2 separate regions of the Rattus norvegicus genome follow, and region 2 is linked to region 1. Evidence: chromatin contacts called from public Hi-C data. All regions are on one chromosome and are shown on one strand. The core of a region is the stretch at or near the end of the contact, and the rest is flanking DNA. Distances in the headings are between cores, read along the strand shown. Region 1 holds the start of Btg1 (BTG anti-proliferation factor 1). Region 2 has its middle 41 kb from the start of U2l1.

Region 1 (4,960 bases), core at 1,836-4,335:
CTTACAAATTAAAAAAAAATACCCTCAAATTTGTTTGGAACTACTTAGAGCAATTACTGACTTTAAGCAATTTGAATTGCATTAATACCCAGTGTTAACATGTTTACACACGCTGCCCCTCCCCCAACCCAGTTAATTTAACTCTAAGCATAACTCCTATTTCTGCTTTCAGTTTCCACCAAATTATCGTTCTCTTTGTCCTCCACGATTCCCAAACTGGCGGCAAGCCTTTGTGCATGAGGCACACATTACTAACCTCCACTGCGTCGTCACAATTTCCCCTGCTATGGAAATCCAGGCAACTTTTGAGAAAAGAAGTTCATCAACATACCTGTTGTTGCATTCCAGCTTATGGGATTTTTTTTTTTAATGTAACTCTTGCAAGATGAAAACCAGAAAGCTGCAGATTGCTCTGCTGTGATAAGCCTGTTCTTTAAGGCTCTAGGTCACCTGCCCCAGGACTTTCTAAAGGGACAAATCCATGGGGCAAAAGAACTGTTTCTCAAAAGGAGGCCAGAGAGGAGCGTGTCTATCTTCACTTCCCCAGGAAGCAGTGATGGGGATCCTTTGGGTGGCGTCACCTTTTGAAGACCGTACCTCTGTCTTTATCCTCATGACATCATTAACTTGTGAATGTGTCCGTGCTTTTAACGGGTTAAAAGACTAAAACCCTTACTCTAGTTCTTCCTGTCTCCTAATCGAACACCCCGTCACCCTCATTCCTCTCCCCAGTGGGCTTGTGTGGCATTCCCACAGCTTACAAACCTGAGACCTCTGAGAAAAACATTTTGTAGCTGAACCTCTGTAATCATGACAAGAGATTGATTAAAATGCCAAGATAAGAAACAATTTATTATAGAGAGAAGAAAAATTTCTCATCCAAAATATAGAAATCTGTACAACTTTGCCACAATCAATATACATGAACTGTACAAATTTACACCAGTTCATAATTTACCAAATAAAAGATGACTAACAAAGTTCACAAAATAGATGGCGGTTTGTGGAAAAAGACTCTTACCCAATTGAGTACAAGGAAAGTTACAAACCAGACCTCCACTTTCTAAAAATAAGAAGTTTACTCACTCAATCTTAGAAAACTACAAGCGAATGTACAGAGAGCTGGCTGGTGCTAACCACAGTTGAGACAGTGTCTTTGTAAGGGTCTTAAAAGCCTGTTGTCATGGCAGATTCCGGTCACTTGCTACTCTCAAAGCCAAAAACACAAGGTCTGACCATTTCCCCCAGGTCATGCGTACTAAGTGTCTTTATGTACATTTATACATTTTTAAGTGCTAGGTAAAAGTCTCCGTGTAATATTTCCAGTACTACCATGCTTAGAACATTGAGCTTTCCTATTGAGCTGCCAAAAAAAAGTTACTGGTAACTTTCAAGTGTAAATAGTGCAAATTCCCCTGCAAGGTTGACTGACTGCAAAAGAGGGTTCTTTGAAATACAGAATTTCCTTAAAGGGACTGGTGTGACAAATTGGGTATAAGGTCTGGGAGAAACTGAAACCACCCTGCGACTTCACTCCCTACCAAATAAAGTGATCCTTTACTTGGACTCACAGGCTACTTAAATCACTTAAAGGTACTGTCCAAACTATGGCACTGTCACTTTAAAAAAAAAAATTATTACCACTCTATCTTGTGCCAGATCTTCACAGCTGTGACATGGTTATTCCATAATCCATCCCCAAGAGGAGCCCACCCAAAGCAAAAAATCAAATCTATCCATCCATTATAAGATGATCCATCCATAGACTATATCTTAACCTGATACAGTCATCATATTGTAGTTTTTGGAAGGGCTTGTTCTGCCCAAGAGAAGTTCCTCCTTACAGCTGATTCTGCTGTCTACCATTTGCACGTTGGTGCTGTTTTGAGAGCTACCTCCCGCTGGTGAGGCTTCATACAGCACACAGATGGAGCCATCCTCTCCAATCCTGTAGGACACTTCGTAGGGGTCAACCCAGAGTGTGAGTTCACTTGGGAGAAGCCTGAACAACTCTTGACTGCTCAGTCCAATCCGCTGGGCTGCCTGTCCAATCAGAGGATCCATCTTATGGTTGATGCGAATACAACGGTAACCTGATCCCTTGCACGGCTTTTCTGGGAACCAGTGATGTTTGTAATGCTCTGTGGAAGGAAAGAACAGAAACAATGCTTAGAACCGTAGTAACCTAAGCCGTACTGTACTGTTACTTTCCTCCTCCTGTCAGCTTCTTGGAGAAGCGAAAACCAAAACCACCAACTTTTACAAATGTCCGGGACTGAATTCGCTCTTGCGAGACCGAATGGAGAAAAGCGCAGTGTGGCAAACACTGTCCGGGTACTGACCGGTTGAGCCGCCAAAACAGGAATCGCGCGCGCAGCCCGGGATGGCCAACTAGCTAGAAGGCACAGGCGACCGGGCGGGAACCTGTTTACTTTCTCCACCCCAACGGGGTCGCATACAATAGACTTTATGGCTTTAGTGGGGGTTAAGAGTAAGACAACGCCACTATGGTCAGTTAACCCCAAAGGAAAGAAAACCAAGAAACTCTAAACCAAGATCTGGGCTGGGTTGTAATTGTACCGGTGACAAATCCGATGATTAATGGGCAAGAGGCATAGGAGGTGCGGAGCCCTGGCACGTCCGTCCCGGGCCGGGTCGGGTCAGAGGAACGGCGGCGACAAGCCACTCAGGAGCTCAGCCGCCGACCCTCGCAACGGTCGCGGCGACCTGGCAGAGGGGACTGACCGGACTCCGGGCCCTGGGTCTTTTGTTCCCCGCCACCCGCCGGTAGCCGTCGGGGCGCAGCTCCGCGTCGCACCGCTTCGGATCCTTTGTTGTGCGTGTCGCGGCGCCCTGCCGCCCAGCCCCCCCCCCCCCAGCCACGACCGGGACGCGCCCGTTAGTGGCGACCCGCGACGGGTCCCGTGACCCGCTCACCTGCCAGCAGTTCCTGCAGGCTCTGGCTGAAAGTCTGCAGCTGTCGCTCGCTCGTGAGCCCCTTGGTGCGGAGGAACTTGGAGATGAAGGACACCGCGGCGGCGATCTCGCCTATCATGGTGGCGGCCCGAGTGTAGAAGGGATGCATGGGGGCGGCGGCCGGGGGTGGCCCGGGGCGGCCGGGGCTCGGCCCCGACGGCGGAGCGGCCACCCCGGGCTCCCGCCCAGACCCGACGGCCGAGAGGAAGCGAGGGCGCGAGGCGCGGACGGCTACTGGTTCTAGGGGATTTTTTTTCTTTCCTTTAGAGTAAAAAAGTTATTTTCAAGCCAGGAGGCGGCAGGAGAGACAGAGAGAGACGAGCGATGGCGGCCTGGTCACATCGCTCGGACCTCCCCAGCCGCCTCCGCCTCCAGCTCGGTAGCCTCCGAGGATCCCAAGAGTTGCATTTCCAGCTCCGAGGGGCGAAGAGCTGCCGCCGCCGTGCAGCTCATTTTATAGTGCTGCGGAAAGGAAGTGGCGTACCTGGAGCGTGAGGGAGGACGCCAGCCAATCCGGAGATCGCACCATTGTGACGCAGGCAGATTCGGAGCCGGAGGGGGCGGGAGAAGGGCCGCCAGGGGGCGTGCCCAGAGGCCGGGAAGAGAGGGAGGAGCTGACGTAATCTGCTTGTAAACAAATAAACCCCGAGTGGCAGCCTGAGACGCAGGAGCGGTGGAGGGTGGAGAGAGAGGCCGAGGAGGCGCGTGTGAAAGCTCCGCCCCCAAGATAACTCCGCCTCGGACCCTGGCCAGTGGGGACCCGGCAGTCCGGGTCCCCGCTTCTGGTCTGGGATTCTAGACTCAATTATGGTGGTGTGTCCGGATCGGCAGGACCGGGGTTCGGTCTCCGCAGCCCCTGCCCCGTGCGTACCCCATTTTACATCTGATTCCAGCTCCAGACGGCTTGGCTGGCAGCTCTGGAAGGAGGAGCGTGCGGCGGCAGAGTCTGGGGCTCCGGTGAATGCGGGGAATGGAAGGACCGGCTCCCAGGAGCTATCCTGCTGCTTAATCCGAGCCATTACCCTAAGGGGCTGCAGACACCCGGGAACCCACTGCTCCGGGAAAGGTGGAAATGTGTCTGTAAAAGTTTAATTGGCAAACAGGTAGTAAGTAAGGCCGGTGTGGCTGTTATTTCAGAAGAAAATATAACAGAATCTGTTCAAAACAAAACAAGGAAGGTGGTTTTTGAAAATAATATGTATTTTATGCATATGTACTATACACACAACCAAATTTGTTTTTTATTAAATTTTTGTAGTTCAAGTAATGTCAGAACTTTAAAGTTGTGCTGCTATTAAGACAGACGAAAAATAAAACTTGAACCTTGTTCAGAATGTTAAACCTAGACACCCTCATTCACTGGCAAAGTTGCTTGAAAACAGCCTGGAAAGAAGGAAGGCATGAGCCTGCTAAAACTATTAGGCCCAAAATAGGGTTAACCCAACTCTATTAAAGTAGGAGAGGGGAGAGGGAGGAAAAAACTGAAGTCCAGGCAGGAAGAAAAAAGCAAACAAGAGTCAGAAGTTGAACTCTACCAGATGGAAATAGATATTTTAGAGTTTAGTTGGTCAACAGTTGCCATACCACTTAAAGATATATGGAGCTAGCCAGAGAGGAGAAGCAAGAGGATTGGTTACTGAGCTTGATTTGAAAAGGTGATTAAGACATTATTTCTTATTAATATACAATACTTAGTAGCCGTGCATTCTGAATCAGTCCTCTGAAGATAATGTTGTAGAAAGCACTAAGTCGTGAAAGTATTGATTTTCTTTGATAATAAAGTGAGACAACAAGTAACATCTTTTTTTTTTTCCCCTGTGAATCGTCAGGACTTCCTGAAAATCAAATGGAATAGCAAAGTTTTGACTGGAGGCTTGTCTCACCATTCCGGAAGATAAAGAACCAAAAGTCTGTCCTTGTACTCATGCTGTAGAGAAGTCTGCATCTCTCTTTACCACCCGTCTCCCCACCTGTTCTGTCCTTT
Region 2 (4,676 bases), core at 1,581-4,080, 570 kb before region 1:
GATAACCTCATGGAATATAATGTGTATTATCCACAAAATAATAAATAGCAGTAAAAAATAATAAAAGAAAAAGAAAATTTCTAATGCTTCCCTTACTCTCAGTGACAATAATTTAAAGAAGCAAACATTTTGTTAGTAATTGTACAGGCTTTCAAAATGCAGACAAAACACACACTGACTCCTTTTTACAAGTAAATACACATTAAGACTCCCTTCCCTTGGGGGTTGGGGATTTAGCTCAGTGGTAGAGTGCTTGCCTAGCAAGCGCAAGGCCCTGGGTTCGGTCCCCAGCTCCTAAAAAAAGAAAAAAAAAAGACTCCCTTCCCTTTTTCCTACAGCTTTCCACTCACCAACCCCTTCCTGCATTGACACACATTTCTGAAAAGAGACTTCTTGTCACCCAGGTTATCCCTTGTGCTGGTCTTTCCACAGTATCCACACTGCAGAGACGAATCATGTCATTGTTCTGAAATGTAAAACAGGGGCTTAGATGATGAGATATCAAAAAGAAAAGAAACTTTCTGAAAGCTCTATTTGTCATTGTTGGTGGTGGTTGTGCGTGTGTCTGCGTGTGTCTGCGTGTGTCTCTGTGTGTTTACTTCTAAGGATAGCTATGAGGATTTTTGGAAAAGAAAGGAACTCTTTATTAAAAGTCACTTTTATGCCCTTTATGCATTTTATTAGTTTCTTACTTGACTGGAGAAAGGGACAAATATTTTCATTGTACCAGAGGCCATGGACTACCGGTGGGTAAGCAGCAGCCTGACATCCAGCCCTCTATATTCGCAGAATACGGGAATATGGCTCTCTCAGTACATCTGTTGTTTTCAGAAAACACACAAACAGGGTTAAGACATTTTGTTTGCTTGTTTGCTTTAGGAAAAATATACATACCGATGCTGGCACGGGGTTAGTACAAAAGGTGCTGTGCACTTAGAATTCCTCAGAGTAATAGCTTCTAGTACTCAGTTATGTTATTAGTCTTAAGCTTGCATTTCAATTAGACTGTCCCCCCCACCTCTGAGGCTGAGTTGCAATACCCACTGATTTCCTCTAGAGGGAGACTGGAGCAGCAATACACAAGAACGGTGTTTTTAAAAAAAACTGGGTCAATTAGAGTAACCCTGAAGATATTTTTTTTTCATGACAGAAAACCATGATTTTACCAAAAGCTCCATAAACCGAACCACAGAACGGTTACTTGCAATACGTGTCTTCTCCGTGTGACAGAGTCACCCTTTGTAATATGAAGGAATGTGGCTTCGGTTTGCTTTCAATACTAAAGTAATAAGGAATAAAAAATCTTGGGCACAGACATCATTTCACTCACTTTACCCACTATAACTTATAAAGATGTCTCTATGACATTACAAATGACAAGCTCGTTAAAAAATGTATAAAGCTGTCGATTTGAGTTGCAGTCTTTATGAGTTAATGTGGATGCCCCTCGGCCCCCCCATTCCCACCCCCGACTGAGCATACATGCAAGGTACCATAAGTGAAGCAGGCATTCTGCAGAATGAGCTACTCGGTACGTAAAGACACTGCCTAGCATCTCACACCATGATGACCATCCCTCTTCTCTGTACCATTTCCCAGGGATAGCCAGCACTTGGCTGACAGGATCCAATCCTTTTAACTTCAGAGGCTTGATTTAAAAAAAAAAAAAAGCACTGTTTTAAGCATTCGTGTGGCTTGTCCGGAGCTGCCATCAATGGTAGCCACCCAGTTACTATAAATCCTATAAGCATCAAAGGGAGCCAAGATCAGCAGCTTCTGGTATAAAGGCTTCTACAAGACGGCAATGGTGATAGGAAATCCTCCTGTTCATCGACGTGGAACCCAGACCCCCACCCCCACCTCGATGATACAGTGACATCATTGGTCAGCGGCATTGGCCTATTTTCTGTACTGCTTATGGTGGATTGGAATGGATAGAAATAAACATCTTATATAACAGGCAGGCTGTGCTTTCTGTCTTTTTCTCCCCACCCAAGGAGATTTTCCCAGCGTGAATTCTGCCTGTACAATTAACATTGCCCAAATTTCAGCTGAAAAAAATCTGTTAAGGTTTTAAGCAGATTAACAAATACAGCCCATGGATGCTGGCTCCTATTCCTTCTCCTATACATGCATGAACACACACACACACACACACACACACACACACACACACACACACACACACACACAGAGAGAGAGAGAGAGAGAGAGAGAGAGAGAATCTCTACTTCTGCCTCCCACCATCGCCTCCAAACCCCCTGTAATCAAAACAGCTTTTTATCAAGAGACAAGCAAAGCAAGCAAGTTAAATTGAAATTGGTCTTGGAACAGTTGAAACAAAAATAAAAGATTGCAGATTAGAGCTATTGTCCCATCCCAGAGATACAAAGCAGAACCCCCTCTGTGCTTATTTTCTTGGCAGTGAAACAGACAAACCAAAGATTACGAAAGGATACACCCTGCCCTAGTAGCCTTCAGCATCATGAAGAGTACAACCCTAGAACCAGGCATGTGCAATTGTGATTTGTAATGATTAACCAAGATTCTCTGAACTTTGTCTCATAAATCTTGCTTTGTGTGGAACGGTTTATGAATCTTTGAACTTGAGCATTTTATTGTAGAGGCTGCTTCTGAAGAAATTATATACAAATGAGCCTTCAGTATGATTTTGCTGATTCTAGTACAATAAGTCAGAGACAGCAAAGAGCTCAGGGGAGGGGAGAGGGGAGCGGAGGGGGAGGGAGAGGAGGAAGTGGTTGAACAGCCTGGTGGAGACTCATTTGAAATCAGCAACATGATTCTGTTAGGAAGAAGGAGGTTAACTGACCTAGTGGACTTTGTTGGTGAAATCATTGTGCGGTCCTGATTCAGTCAATATTTGAACCTCACATATATTCCTAGTACATGGCAAATACTGAAATAATCTGAATAATGTGGAGTTGAACTTGTCCTGTGAGGATTTTTTTCAGTATTAATTTGTAGTTCAAGATGGGAACACAATTGGGAGTGAATTCCGGGGGTATATGACGGATTAAAGGGAGTCAGAAAGATTGCACATGGCAGAGGACCAGAATATCTGCTGAGTGATTGTGTCTTCTAGAAGCTTCACCCACAACACACCAACAGTATGGCTACCTAAACAAGGGATGAATGAGGACACTACCAGCAGATATTGTACAATGGAAGAAGGAAATCTCACAGGGACACATTGTATCCCTAGTCGAAAAATTACAGGCTACTAAGGAATTGTGTAAGTGGTAGAATCAGTCATCCCCAAGAATTGGATGACTCCTAATGGGCTATGCAATACTGAGCAGCCTTCCTTGAAATCATATACATGCACACAACACTAAAGAGACCCAGCAGGTTTATTTATATATTTAAAGATATGTGTAACAATAACATTTTTTTTAAAAGAAGCCATACATTTTAGAAGGAGGGAGGGTACTGGTGGTGTTGGAGGTAGGGAGGAGAAAGAGAAAATGACACAAATATATCTTAATTAAAAAAAAGTTAAAAAGATAATCTGTTCTTTACTTGTGGGATGGTATCACAGGTATCACAAGGTAGAATGAGGCCTGTCATTGGATGAGAAGGAAGGATGGGCAGGAGAAAAGTTTGAAGGAAGAGGAGGAGGGAGAGAGTAGGTAGGGACAATATGGCAGTTGACATTAAGATTCCTTGCTGTACCTTTACAGATTGTTATAAATGTTCTTAAGGGATGGACGTGTACTGGGCTTTGTGTGTTTAGGTGAGCAATTATATCTTATCAATTGGATCAAAGATTATTGTGTTGTGTGTTCTTTCATGTGTAGATTTAAGTGTAAGGGAGTGTGGAGCAACTCGTCTGGGCTGCCATGTTGAGTCACGTGATGTCTCAAGCAGCGGCACTGCGGTGTAGACTTAGTGGGGATAAAAGATACCCCTTTATTTTTATATTTTGACAACAGCATTTCCTGTCTGGAGAAAAAAAGATCACAGAGTGCCCATCCTATGTGGGAGCCATTTTAAAGAGATTAAATTTAACTCTCTATTCATTGCTGCATGTTCTACCTGTTTGGTCAGCAAAGTCAGTCCTGTGCAAGTGTATATCACAATGTTATCCATTTTGAGGTGTGTACCTGGGTGCAAAGGTAACTAACTCGCTATTAACAATACACACTGTAATAGTGTATGCATTTTTCTTGACCTTACATCCATGACACCAAGAATCCACCACATTCGTACTCGGCTCTGCAAATTCAGAGAGCTAGTGAAACAGTAAAGGTTCATATTTAAATATCACCTTTAGTTTTTTCCATCCATAAGAAGCTAAATAATATATTAGACTTCACTCCTTAGAAGACAATGATGTTTTTTTTCTTTATTAAAACGTTTTATTTTACATTCCAAAAGTGGCCCCCCCTTCCCAGTCCCCCTACCCTGAGTTCTTCATCCCAACCCCCAGCGCTGAAAGAGTGCGCCTCCACCCAACCACCCCCACCAGCATTCCCTCTTCTCTGGGGTATCAAGTTCACACAGGATTAATTGCATCCTCTCCCACTGAGTCCATAAATGGCAGTCCTCTGCCACACATGAGCCCAGGGCCACAAACCAGCTGATGTATGCTCCTAGGTGGTTGTTGGCTTAGTTTCTGGGAGCTCTGGGGTTCCAGGTTAGTCGCTACTGTTGTT

The links. A called contact is a pair of places that touch in the nucleus more often than the background predicts.
Region 2: a contact with region 1 is called in a Hi-C map of hepatocytes, with 2.2 times the contacts expected there. The contact joins the enhancer-like site here to the promoter of Btg1 in region 1. A contact is called at or near these places in 6 of 12 Hi-C or Micro-C datasets (the Rat2 cell line, Schwann cells, frontal cortex and 3 more) and 1 of 1 datasets of contacts at active chromatin or transcription factors (oligodendrocytes).

The regions. Positions count from the first base shown.
Region 1 is chr7:33,226,274-33,231,233 of GRCr8, reverse strand. It overlaps Btg1 (BTG anti-proliferation factor 1), which reads right to left and starts at 3,085. Exons shown (of 2, transcript NM_017258.2): 1 at 2,938-3,085; 2 at 828-2,141. The coding sequence starts at 3,085. The coding sequence ends at 1,774. LOC102550725 (a long non-coding RNA gene) reads left to right here and starts at 3,609. Exons shown (of 3, transcript XR_005486879.2): 1 at 3,609-4,079; 2 at 4,806-4,913.
Region 2 is chr7:33,792,430-33,797,105 of GRCr8, reverse strand. No RefSeq gene overlaps it. Among named protein-coding and RNA genes, the nearest start is that of U2l1, 41 kb to the left of the region's middle. Within about 2 kb of position 2,830, at least 15 of the 93 cell types and tissues checked have an H3K27ac peak or open chromatin away from gene starts, as enhancers often do. A contact at or near this core is called in hepatocytes and liver, where this site is marked.